Linked DNA regions of Gossypium hirsutum: region 1 is linked to region 2. Evidence: chromatin contacts called from public Hi-C data. All regions are on one chromosome and are shown on one strand. The core of a region is the stretch at or near the end of the contact, and the rest is flanking DNA. Distances in the headings are between cores, read along the strand shown.

Region 1 (5,074 bases), core at 157-2,656, 170 kb after region 2:
AAACAAAGAAACAGATCAAATAGCCAAAATGACGTTCGACACAAAGGATGGATTACAGTTGTTTGCAGAAAATCCTCTTGTTAGCTTTGTTTAATTGGTTGTAATCTTATTTTCACCAAAAAAATTCCACAAGTAGCTTTTTTTTTTTTGAGAGAGAGCGATCCAATCCAAGAAAAAATAGCCCATCAATCTATGGCTAACCAAATGCATGAATATGGAGATTTCAAGTTTATGGAGATGGGTTAGGGTATCTCAGCGACATATGCAACATCTTTTATGGGTTTGTTTGAGTGTGGTGACTAAAAAAATAATTATGTTGTCTAATGTTAGGGTTTAAAAAAAGGGGGTTAGGGTTTGTTCGTGTCGTGGACAAAATTTTCTATGTTTGTGTTTGTCACGTGAAGAACAGCAAAACTACCTAGTTTAAGGTAAGCCAAAATATTGGTGGCATGAATGATCTTTTCTAAGCAAAAATGATATTGATGCTTTATTTTTGCTGATGAAACAAATAAAAGCATGAAAGTTCGCATGGAGGATGCATGTGAAAGTAGACACTTTTGCAATAGAGTCCTTTGAATTTGTGCAACCTAAAGGATAATAGAGTCTTTCGAATTTGTGCAATCTAAAGGATAAGAAAAATGAATTATATTATTTTATAATTGGTTGTTTTTAAAATGTATTATTTTGTAAATTATACTACTTTCGACAAACTTTTTTGAATTTGTTGTCAATATTAATGTAAATTAAATGGGTGAAGGTATTTGGCATGTTGCTCTATTATAGGGGTTAGATGGAATTAGTTATTTGATTAAATAAGGCTAAAATTTATCAAAGATAATATTTAGTGTTAAAAAAATAACATGAAAATAATTTGACTCATACATAGTTCAACTCCAAACAAACTCCAAATAAAATTTATCAAAATTAACATCGAAAGCTCTCATTCTCTTTTTTTTTATAGTTTAGCTTTTTTTTATGAAATAACTTTGGACTCACGAATTTATGAACCAAAATCTAAATAATTTTCTTTTTCGATCTCCAACACCGATCATCAAATTAACTTAGATCTAATATATGTTCTTCTACTCATCAATGAGTACTGACCCACCATAACGATTGTTAAATTGCCGCTCAAGCCTCACTACCCGATTAAAAAAAATTAACATTATAATGATTTAAATGAAAATTTTCTAATAGATTAATGACTCAATTTTATAACTTTTTAAAATTAAATGACCAAAGCTTAAATGTACTAATAATTTAATGAGCTTGAGTGCAATTTATCCATTTTAGACTTCTTACTTTTTTTTTTTTCAACATTAAATTTTTAAAAATAGTTGAATTTCGTTATCACATTGAATCCGATTCTTTATTATTAATTTAAACAGGTGCCGCATGTAACGTACGTGCCGTGTCCTTCCAAATTCAAAAGCGCCTTTCATACTTGGGTTCCATTTACATGGACACGAAAACGCGGAACCATTCTCACCGCTGACCACTAATATTATTCCGTCACTGACATATGAGAATGCGTCACGTGATTCCCGAACTTTACCTATGGCATTCTCGTAATTAGCCTCTAAACTCCTCTATATAAAGGATTGTGCACTATCGAAATTGTCAAACAAACACAAGGGAAACAAGATAAAAAGTATTTTGCTTTGCCTAATTTGTAAGCTTTGAGGTTAAGTGAAAAAACTATGGCTGAAGAGGGACAAGTAATTGCCTGCCACACTGTTGAGTCATGGCAGCAGCAGCTCCAGATGGGAAACGAGTCCAACAAACTGGTAAATATCTTTTCTTTGTTGTAACTTAAGAAAACTGGTACAGAAATTGCTGTTTCTTTGTATTAGCTACCAAATTTTGCTTGCTAGGTTGTTTGGAAAAATTGGTTTTGTCTACGTAAACTTGGGCTGATTTCAGCGAAGGACTTAGTAATCTCCTGCTTAATTTGTCCTGTATAGTTCTTAGCAAGGTCCTCAGTTATGTACTAGTGGTGTATCACAAGTATTAGGTGTTGTTTATTGTGTTGTTATGATAAATTATAGATCTGTATGTATGATACTTAAGAAAAGATTTATTTGGATAGGTGGTGGTGGATTTCACAGCATCATGGTGCGGGCCATGCCGTTTTATATCACCAATCCTGGTGGATCTTGCTAAGAAGCTGCCCAACGTCATATTCTTGAAGGTGGACGTGGATGAACTGAAAGTAGGGTCTCTTAAGCCATTGCTTAATTAAAAAGCCTGTAATTTTAACTTTTGACTTGTCAAATTTTCTTACACCATGCTCTTTGTAATTGTGCAGTCTGTCGCTCAGTCGTGGGCTATTGAGGCGATGCCAACTTTTGTGTTTCTGAAAGGAGGCACCATAATTGACAAGCTTGTGGGTGCAAGGAAAGATGAATTGCAGCAGAAAATTGCCTTCCATTCATCTACCTCGGTGCAGACAGCATGAATCAACATTTAAATGTACTTGATGTCTGGAGTTGTTTATGAAACTAGGATCTTATGAATGTCTGACAGACACTAAATAATGTGTGGTTGTATTTATATTTGGCTACTCTCTCTGCCTGTTGTCCTTGTTTCTATTTCAGATCTTATCTTATATTTAAATTAGTGTATGCTTTCTATAAGTTATCTATGTTTTTATACTTGTTTATCCCATATTATTCTTTTGAATTTCACCCTAGTTAGCATGGCTTTCTTGGAACCACTCTTAACCTTAAACACCTACATAAATTTGTATCAGTAATCCAGAAACTTCCATATTTACTGTTTTGAGTTTTAAAGTTTTGGTTGAGACAAGTCCAGTTCACTTGCTATGTTTGCCGCCGATCCCAACGGACCCATAGATGAAGAAATAGTCCGAACTAACTGTACATATGTAGCTAATATTTGCATCCAGATAAGCATGGTCAAGAGCAACAAACCGGCAATACGACAGCTATGCTGAGAAGTGTAATGTGATTTGTTCCAGCAAGTATGAATCCCCTTTTTTCCCTAGTCCCGTAGAGTGCTCTCAATATGTTTCATTCATATTACTGTCCGTTGATGAAGACATGAAGAGCATGATCGAGAGTCGATTTTCGTCCTCGTCGTAGAAATGATTCCAACAGACTGATGTCAACACTGGATTAAAATTTAACCCAGAAGAAACTATTAGCTGAACTCAAGGTTGAGTCTGCATAACATAGTTATGGATAATCTCTTATTTTGCTCATGCTCGAGATCTCGATAAACCTCAGGTGCTTCAAAATGAAGTGCCTCACCTGGTTGTGTACCACAGGTAGCTGGTAACATTCAGATGCTCCAAGAGTCCAGGAACTGTGATTCTTGGGCTTTCCCCTAGAGAAGAAATGTCTTCATTGTAAGTCTCCCATGAAAAGTTGCACAGTTGCCTTGCTTTGGAGAGAATACATGGGCCTGGAAAACAATCATTACTAACTCTTAGATATTGTATTGAGATACTAACATATCTAATTACATTTACTACAACATTAACATCGTTGGCAGAACGACTCATTTGTGGATTATCCTACCAACAGATAATTAGAATAATCAGGACATAAAAAGCCTACTTGCTGATAGGTTCCCAAGGAAGTAACAGTAGGATCTGAAGGAACTAAAGCATGTTCACATAGTTTAATAGCTCTACGAAGCTCCTTCAGAAGATCGTGTTTAGGTCGCCGGATTAAACCTAAACGAGGAGCACTTGTCAGTCACAATTTAGAGTTCAAAGACAAAATCCATGGTAAATGTTGCTGTATGTATATACAGAAGTTTGGATCCATGAGAACGCAGAAAGAAAAGGAAATGAGAAAAATTGGTGGCAATGACCTCAGTTTTCTCACAATATTCATCAATTGGAGCATCATAGTCATAACTGGTTTTAATAAATGGTCCGTCCATAGTTGGTTCCTCCATGATACTATCATAAGTATATTGATCATTAGCCATAACCTTAAAGTCATTGCTGGCACCCTGAATCTTTTTCAATTAAAAACATGGTAACTAACCAAATAGTAGTTGATACATGAGCAACAATTTTGTACGAAATGATTAACGGTAAAAGCCAAGTCTTGAACAGGGCACCAAATTCGGTAAACCTTCTCATTATTGGGTAAAGGTATGTAAGATAGATAAAAAAAAAAAAAAGCTTAATGATAAATTTGGTCATTAACATTTGCATGTTTTATCAAAATGGTCCTAACTGTATTTTTGAGTCTTTTTTGGCCATGAACTTTTGATTTTTTTTTCAAACTGCATTTTTTAACAGATTTAATGAATAAATTCGAGGTTTCAATCATTTCTTTCTTTCAAAATGTTTCAATCTTTTGTATATTTGTTTATTGAGAAGTTTTTTTATTGAGTTAATTTTTTTGATAATTATGTTTATTTTCTTTAAATTAAGAGTTATTTTTTAATTCAATGTATTATTTATTTATTCTATTATTTCCATATGTAATTGTCCTATTGGATTATCTAAGTAATAAATTACATCTCATTAAAAATATTCCACATATAAAATTTCACATCATTCCCTTTAACCTTTTTAACGGTATTTTCATTAAATCTGTTAGAAAAAACACATTGAAAAAAAGAACAAAAGTTGATTGCCAAAAAAGCTCAAAAATATAATTAGGACATATATCATGAGACCTTATTGGTATGAGGTAGTTGCGCCAAAATGGATTCCTGGTCACATCAGGAGGAAGTTCAGAGTGTTCATACCTAAACAACGGGTGGATGGCTTCCTATGAGAGGAACAAGTAGTCTTACCCAAAGATGTTAAAGGGCTAGTGACCTGTCGAGGCGTTACTTTAGATGGAGTGAATGAGAAGGTCAACGATTTGTTTGGTGCTAACACGCGTTTGAGTGGTGAAGGGGTATAACATTATTAATAATTTTTATAGGTTATTTATCTTATATATATTGTTAAATTAATTTGTTTTAAAATTAAAATTATGAGTAAACTACACAGATAGTCATCCAACTATCAAAAAGTTTCAGTTTAGGCACCCAAAATAAAAAAAAATGTTTACAATTTAAGCATCCACGTTACATAATTTAG
Region 2 (5,099 bases), core at 1,193-3,692:
AGCATGCCACCCCAAAAAACACCTCCCAGTTTTCATCATTGAGCAAAGTATTCCGACCTTGATAAGTTTACATGAACCCAATCAGCTAAGGCCTAAGAATTCATTCAATTTGCCACTCTTCACCACTCAACTCCAAAGGTCAGTCGTTGGCAAACATTTTCGCAAAACATGATCTATGTTCTCCAATCTGGCTCCACATTGATTAAACGAAGGGTCTATTGTAATATGTCGTCTCTATCGTTCCGCATTCGTTAGCAATTTTCATGAACTACAAGCCAAAGAAATACTCTCACTCGCTGTGGCCCCCTAATCTTCCAAATCACCTGCCACCTCTTATAAATTTCTTGATCAAATTCCTCGCTCAACAATTCATATGATGACTTAGAAGTGAAGACAGTTCCTTTGTTTCATTTCCAACCAGGTTTATCCTCGAACTCATCATTCGCCATAGGTTGTTTAACTGCAGTAATATATGCAACAGAGGATGATGGCAACATGCTTTTTAAGACATCCATATCCCATTTTCCTTTATTGTTAACCATACTATAAACTAGCACAGTTTCATTGGGTAGCAAATCCGGATTCAAACATACCATATTCAATTTCCCATGATTTTTTATTTATTCATCTCTCCAAAAATCAACAACCTTACCATTTCCAACATTCCAAATTACACCATCCCTGACAGTTTCCCAGACTTTACTCATTCCTTTCCATAACCGCGATACATAATTTGTGTGCAAAGTTTGTGGTACCTTTTCAACACATTTATACTTGGTACGAAGAACTTGGATCCAACGCTGATTCGATTGTTGAATAAGGTTGAAACCTATCTTCATCAAGAAAGCATCATTTTGCTTGCTCAAAATTTTAAATCCCAGTCCACCACTTTTAATTGGTTTGCACACTTCTTCCCATTTAATTAGACTAATCTTCCGTTTTTCATCCGTGCTCCCCCACACAAAGTTGAGGATTATTTTCTCCATTTCCTAGCAAAGACCTTTTGGAACAACGATTGATTTCATCACATAAATAGGTATGACTGACACTACCGCTTTAGCAAGTGTAATTCGTCCAGCCAAAGACAAAGCACTCGTCTTCCAGCCGACTAACTTTTGTTTCATATTGTTGATAAAATACTGAAAAGTAGCCTTCGTGACTCGTCAATGAAAAATGGGGACGCCCAAATACTTCCCAAGATCTTCAGCAGAATTATAGTCCAATCCTCCACTTATCAGATCCTTCATTTGATTAGAAACATTCTTCGTGAAATACATAGTAGTTTTCTCATTGCTCACTCCGTTGCCAGAGAAATTGCAAAACGCTTCCATCACCTGATGCACCACCATCATTCGAATTGGCAAAGATTCATTAAGCACCATTTTATCGTCATCATTTTCTCTATGATCTCGAATCTTAACTTCTTTGTTGCTCTTTCCAGATTCAAAGACAGAGGGGATCCCAAACGCTCAAGGCTCATTTTCTTTTTTGATAGTTGAATTCAATTCACTAATTTTTTTTTAAAGTAGCATTTATGCTAATTTTTTAATACGATGTATTTAATAATCTTGAAAACTTTTGCCCAAAAAAAATTTTCAAAAACTAAAATAAAGAGAATGGATTGTAGCAAACTGTGATTTCAAATTATTTTTATCTCTTTCAAAATAAAAGAATGACAAATTTAATTTTTTTTTCTAATTTTCAGCATTTTCTTCTAAAAAAATTTAAAAGGATAAAGATGATAATCATACAATACTTTTTCTAAAACAAATACGATATAAGTAAAACACATGTTAATTTTTTAATTAGTTTGTAAAATTAAAATATTTTCATGTCGGGATGAATTGAGAAAAAATTCGAATATGATAGGTTGTAATATGATCCGATGCCTCATCCATCCTTGAAATATTTATAAAAAAATCCTTAATATATAAATATAATATATATCTCCGTACATATAAAATTATAATTTATTATTGTTAAACTTAAGTAGAATATTCTTAGCTTTAAGTTCTATGACGATTTCAAAACCATGTGGATGAGAAATTTCATTAGTTCCCATTTTTTTCTATAGACAAATTATAAGTCGTAACTCTAGTACATTTTTATACTTTTTAAATCTAAATTTATTTGATAAAAAATTTCTATTTTTGATGATTAGAAAATGTAATGTGTTTATTAATTTTTATCTAGGACCATATAAATTAAACATCTCAATTAAGTTTTAAGTTTAAACTTAAAAAATTAATCTTATTTATTCTAAAATAAAAATAAAACATTTTTTTTATTTATTTCAAAAATAAAACAATTAAATTTAATTTAATTCGGATGTTTCTTATTAAATTTCTAAGTTTGGGAGGGATTAGTTAAACTTAAAAAGGAGTTTTTCCTCATCCCAATTCTCAGATTTTATTTAAAATTTTATTACTTAAATCTGATGTTGAATAAAAAAATTGAAAAATAGTGGACTCGATTCAATCTGAGCTGTCCTGCCCATGAGATCCGGACAGGCTTCAACCTCAGCTAAATTTTCTCTCTATTTTTGATACCATTAGGCCCATTACTAGCTTTACGACAAATCCGGTTCCCTAAATTCGTTCCGTGCGGTTCGTCAGGGTCCAATTCATTCCTCAACTCGTAAATTTAATACCGTGAATGAACAAAAACAATTGCTGTCAGTCTTCTGGCAGCAAAAAGTAGAAGAAACTGACCAAGGAAATTTCCAGGCTCTGCCAAATCTGCCTTGCTGGTAAACGTGAAATAAGAGGAATTTTGATCAGTTCGCAGAGGAAGAGCTTGAAGATGGACGAAGATCACAGTAATAGCGGCTTTTTGGAGACTGGAAAAGCTGATAGATCGGTTTGGTTAATGAAGTGTCCGGTCGTTGTGGCCAAACCATGGAAGAGTCAGACCGCTTCTTCTTCCGATTCACAGCCTGTCGCCAAGGTTGTCCTCTCTCTCGACCCTCGCAAACCCGATGACCCTTCTTCTATGCAGGTACTCTAACCCTAAACACTTGAAGATGATAGTTTTTTAACCCTGAATTCGCAACTTGGAACTCTTAATTACAAGTTTTAGATAATACCCCTTTTTTATTAATGGTGAATTGGCTCTTTAATTGTGGTAAAAGAGGTTTCTTGGTTATTGATTCTATAATCTACCAAGTAAAAGATTTGAATGACATTCTTGTTATACGTTTTAAGTTGTATTATTAGTTCTGTTGTTTTCTTATTTCTCACGAGTTTATCAGTTGATGATCAGTTTACTATGGAGATGGCTGGATCTGAGATTGGAAATATGCCAAAGAGTTACGCCTTGAATATGTTTAAAGACTTTGTTCCTATGTCCGTTTTCTCTGAAACAACTCAGGGTAAGAATTATGGTTCCTTTTTTCTTTTGCTTCTCAAGTATTCATTTGTGTGTTATCTAATTCAATCCCTTTTTGTTGTCACTTTGTACGGTAACTTGAAGTAACAATTTACCTCAAAATGTGGTTTTCTTATAAAAACTACACTGGGAGTGTTTCTTACTTTCATGATTTAGTGAATATTTTCTTAGATACATGGTGCACTTGTTGCTGTATAGCATTGAGGGTTTAATCAGAATAATGTGCATATTAGGAATTGGTATGCTGTCCACAAGTTAATTGTGAGTGTTCTTTTTATTCGTAAAAAGATTATGAGGGGAGACTATGTATACCTTTAAATGCATATTTAGTATATTTTTGGAGTTCTTTAGTGAGCATATTGAATGTGTGTTGTGAAGAGCATTTGATTGGTTTAAGGCGGAGCCTGTTCAAGGACTGCAACTCTTTCTAAATGGATGGTGCCAATTAGTCTATTTTTTATGGATGCTTAGTAGCTGTTATGTAGGACTCTTAGGAGAAATTTTTAGGTAGGGCTCTTGGAATAAAAGAAGTTGTTTTAAGACTCTTAGAATAAAATTTGTGTTTGGTAGGACTTTATTTAGCTTGATATGCTTTTTTAAATTATTGTAATCTCCATTTCAAGGGACGATCAATAAAACAAAAGCAAGCAAAATTTTTATCAAAACCCCTAAAGAGATATGGGTCTCTCCTATGAGTCTTAAGGTTTCAGTCTCTCTTTGATGAGCTGAACTATTAATTTGAAATTCACCGAAGTAACAATTTGGTATCAGAGTCAATGATTCTCAACAATGGCAAAAAAGTAGGGGGCAGAGTGGTGAGAAGAAATATGCAAGGAGCTTGATTATATGTGAACAAGAAAGCCTTTTCTTATCTCTCTTCCGTATCCTCTACATCAAACCCTCCTACACCATCTCAACAAAAGCCATGGCGGTCACAGCCAACTTCAGTCCCCGGTCTTATTCATTAATAGCTTCTAAATTCATATCCTACAACCCATCCTTTTCATTAAACCTGATCCAGAAAACCTTCAATCTAGACAAGTTTAATGGGTCTAAAGTTGATGTTTTACCTAGTAAAATGGATATTGGAGATGATAGAGACTCAATTGCTAGTCCTATTGTTACAAATGTGTAGTTTTTTTATTACTATGGACATGCTTGGGTTTTTGGAATTTGCAGATGTAAAAAGCTTAGCTTAGTTATTTTTTTAAAATTGTTATTGCTGGTGAGAAATTTGAAATGGCGCTGACAAACGAGAAGTATAATGGGTCTAAAGTTGATGGTTTACCTAGTAAAATGGATATTGGAGATGATAGGGACTCAATTGTTAGTCCTTCTATTGTTACAAATGTGCAGTTTTTTATTAGTATGGACATGTTTGGGCTTTTAGGAGTTGCTGACAGGAAAAGCTTAGTTGTTATTTGGTAAAAACACCTCTCTAGTCCCACTCAATTTCGATATTGAGCAAATTGGTCCCTCTTAAAAAAATTTAATCCCTTTCAATTTTAAAAGTGAGCAATTAAGGACAATTAATTACGGTAATTAATGTTTTTCATCAATTGTAAATAGTTTTGATTGATATAATAACAAATTAAGCTCTTAAATTTTGTCAATTTGGTATTGATTCTAAAAAATTTTCTGAAAACAAATGTATAAAACTTTTAAAAATCTAGAAAGTTCAAAAAGAGTATTATAAAAACTTTAGCTTTAAA

Evidence for each region. Hi-C and Micro-C count contacts between places; a contact is called where the count stands out from the background.
Region 1: a Hi-C map of leaf shows a contact between it and region 2, with 2.1 times the contacts expected there. The contact joins the promoter of LOC107916540 here to the promoter of LOC107922337 in region 2. A contact is called at or near these places in 2 of 34 Hi-C or Micro-C datasets (hypocotyl and leaf).

Annotation. Positions count from the first base shown.
Region 1 is chrA01:24,143,428-24,148,501 of Gossypium_hirsutum_v2.1, forward strand. LOC107916540 (thioredoxin H1) reads left to right here and starts at 1,407. Exons shown (of 3, transcript XM_016845811.2): 1 at 1,407-1,787; 2 at 2,090-2,212; 3 at 2,309-2,636. The coding sequence starts at 1,701. The coding sequence ends at 2,458.
Region 2 is chrA01:23,976,874-23,981,972 of Gossypium_hirsutum_v2.1, forward strand. LOC107922337 (transcription initiation factor IIF subunit beta) reads left to right here and starts at 2,443. Exons shown (of 6, transcript XM_016852332.2): 1 at 2,443-2,997; 2 at 3,262-3,370. The coding sequence starts at 2,803.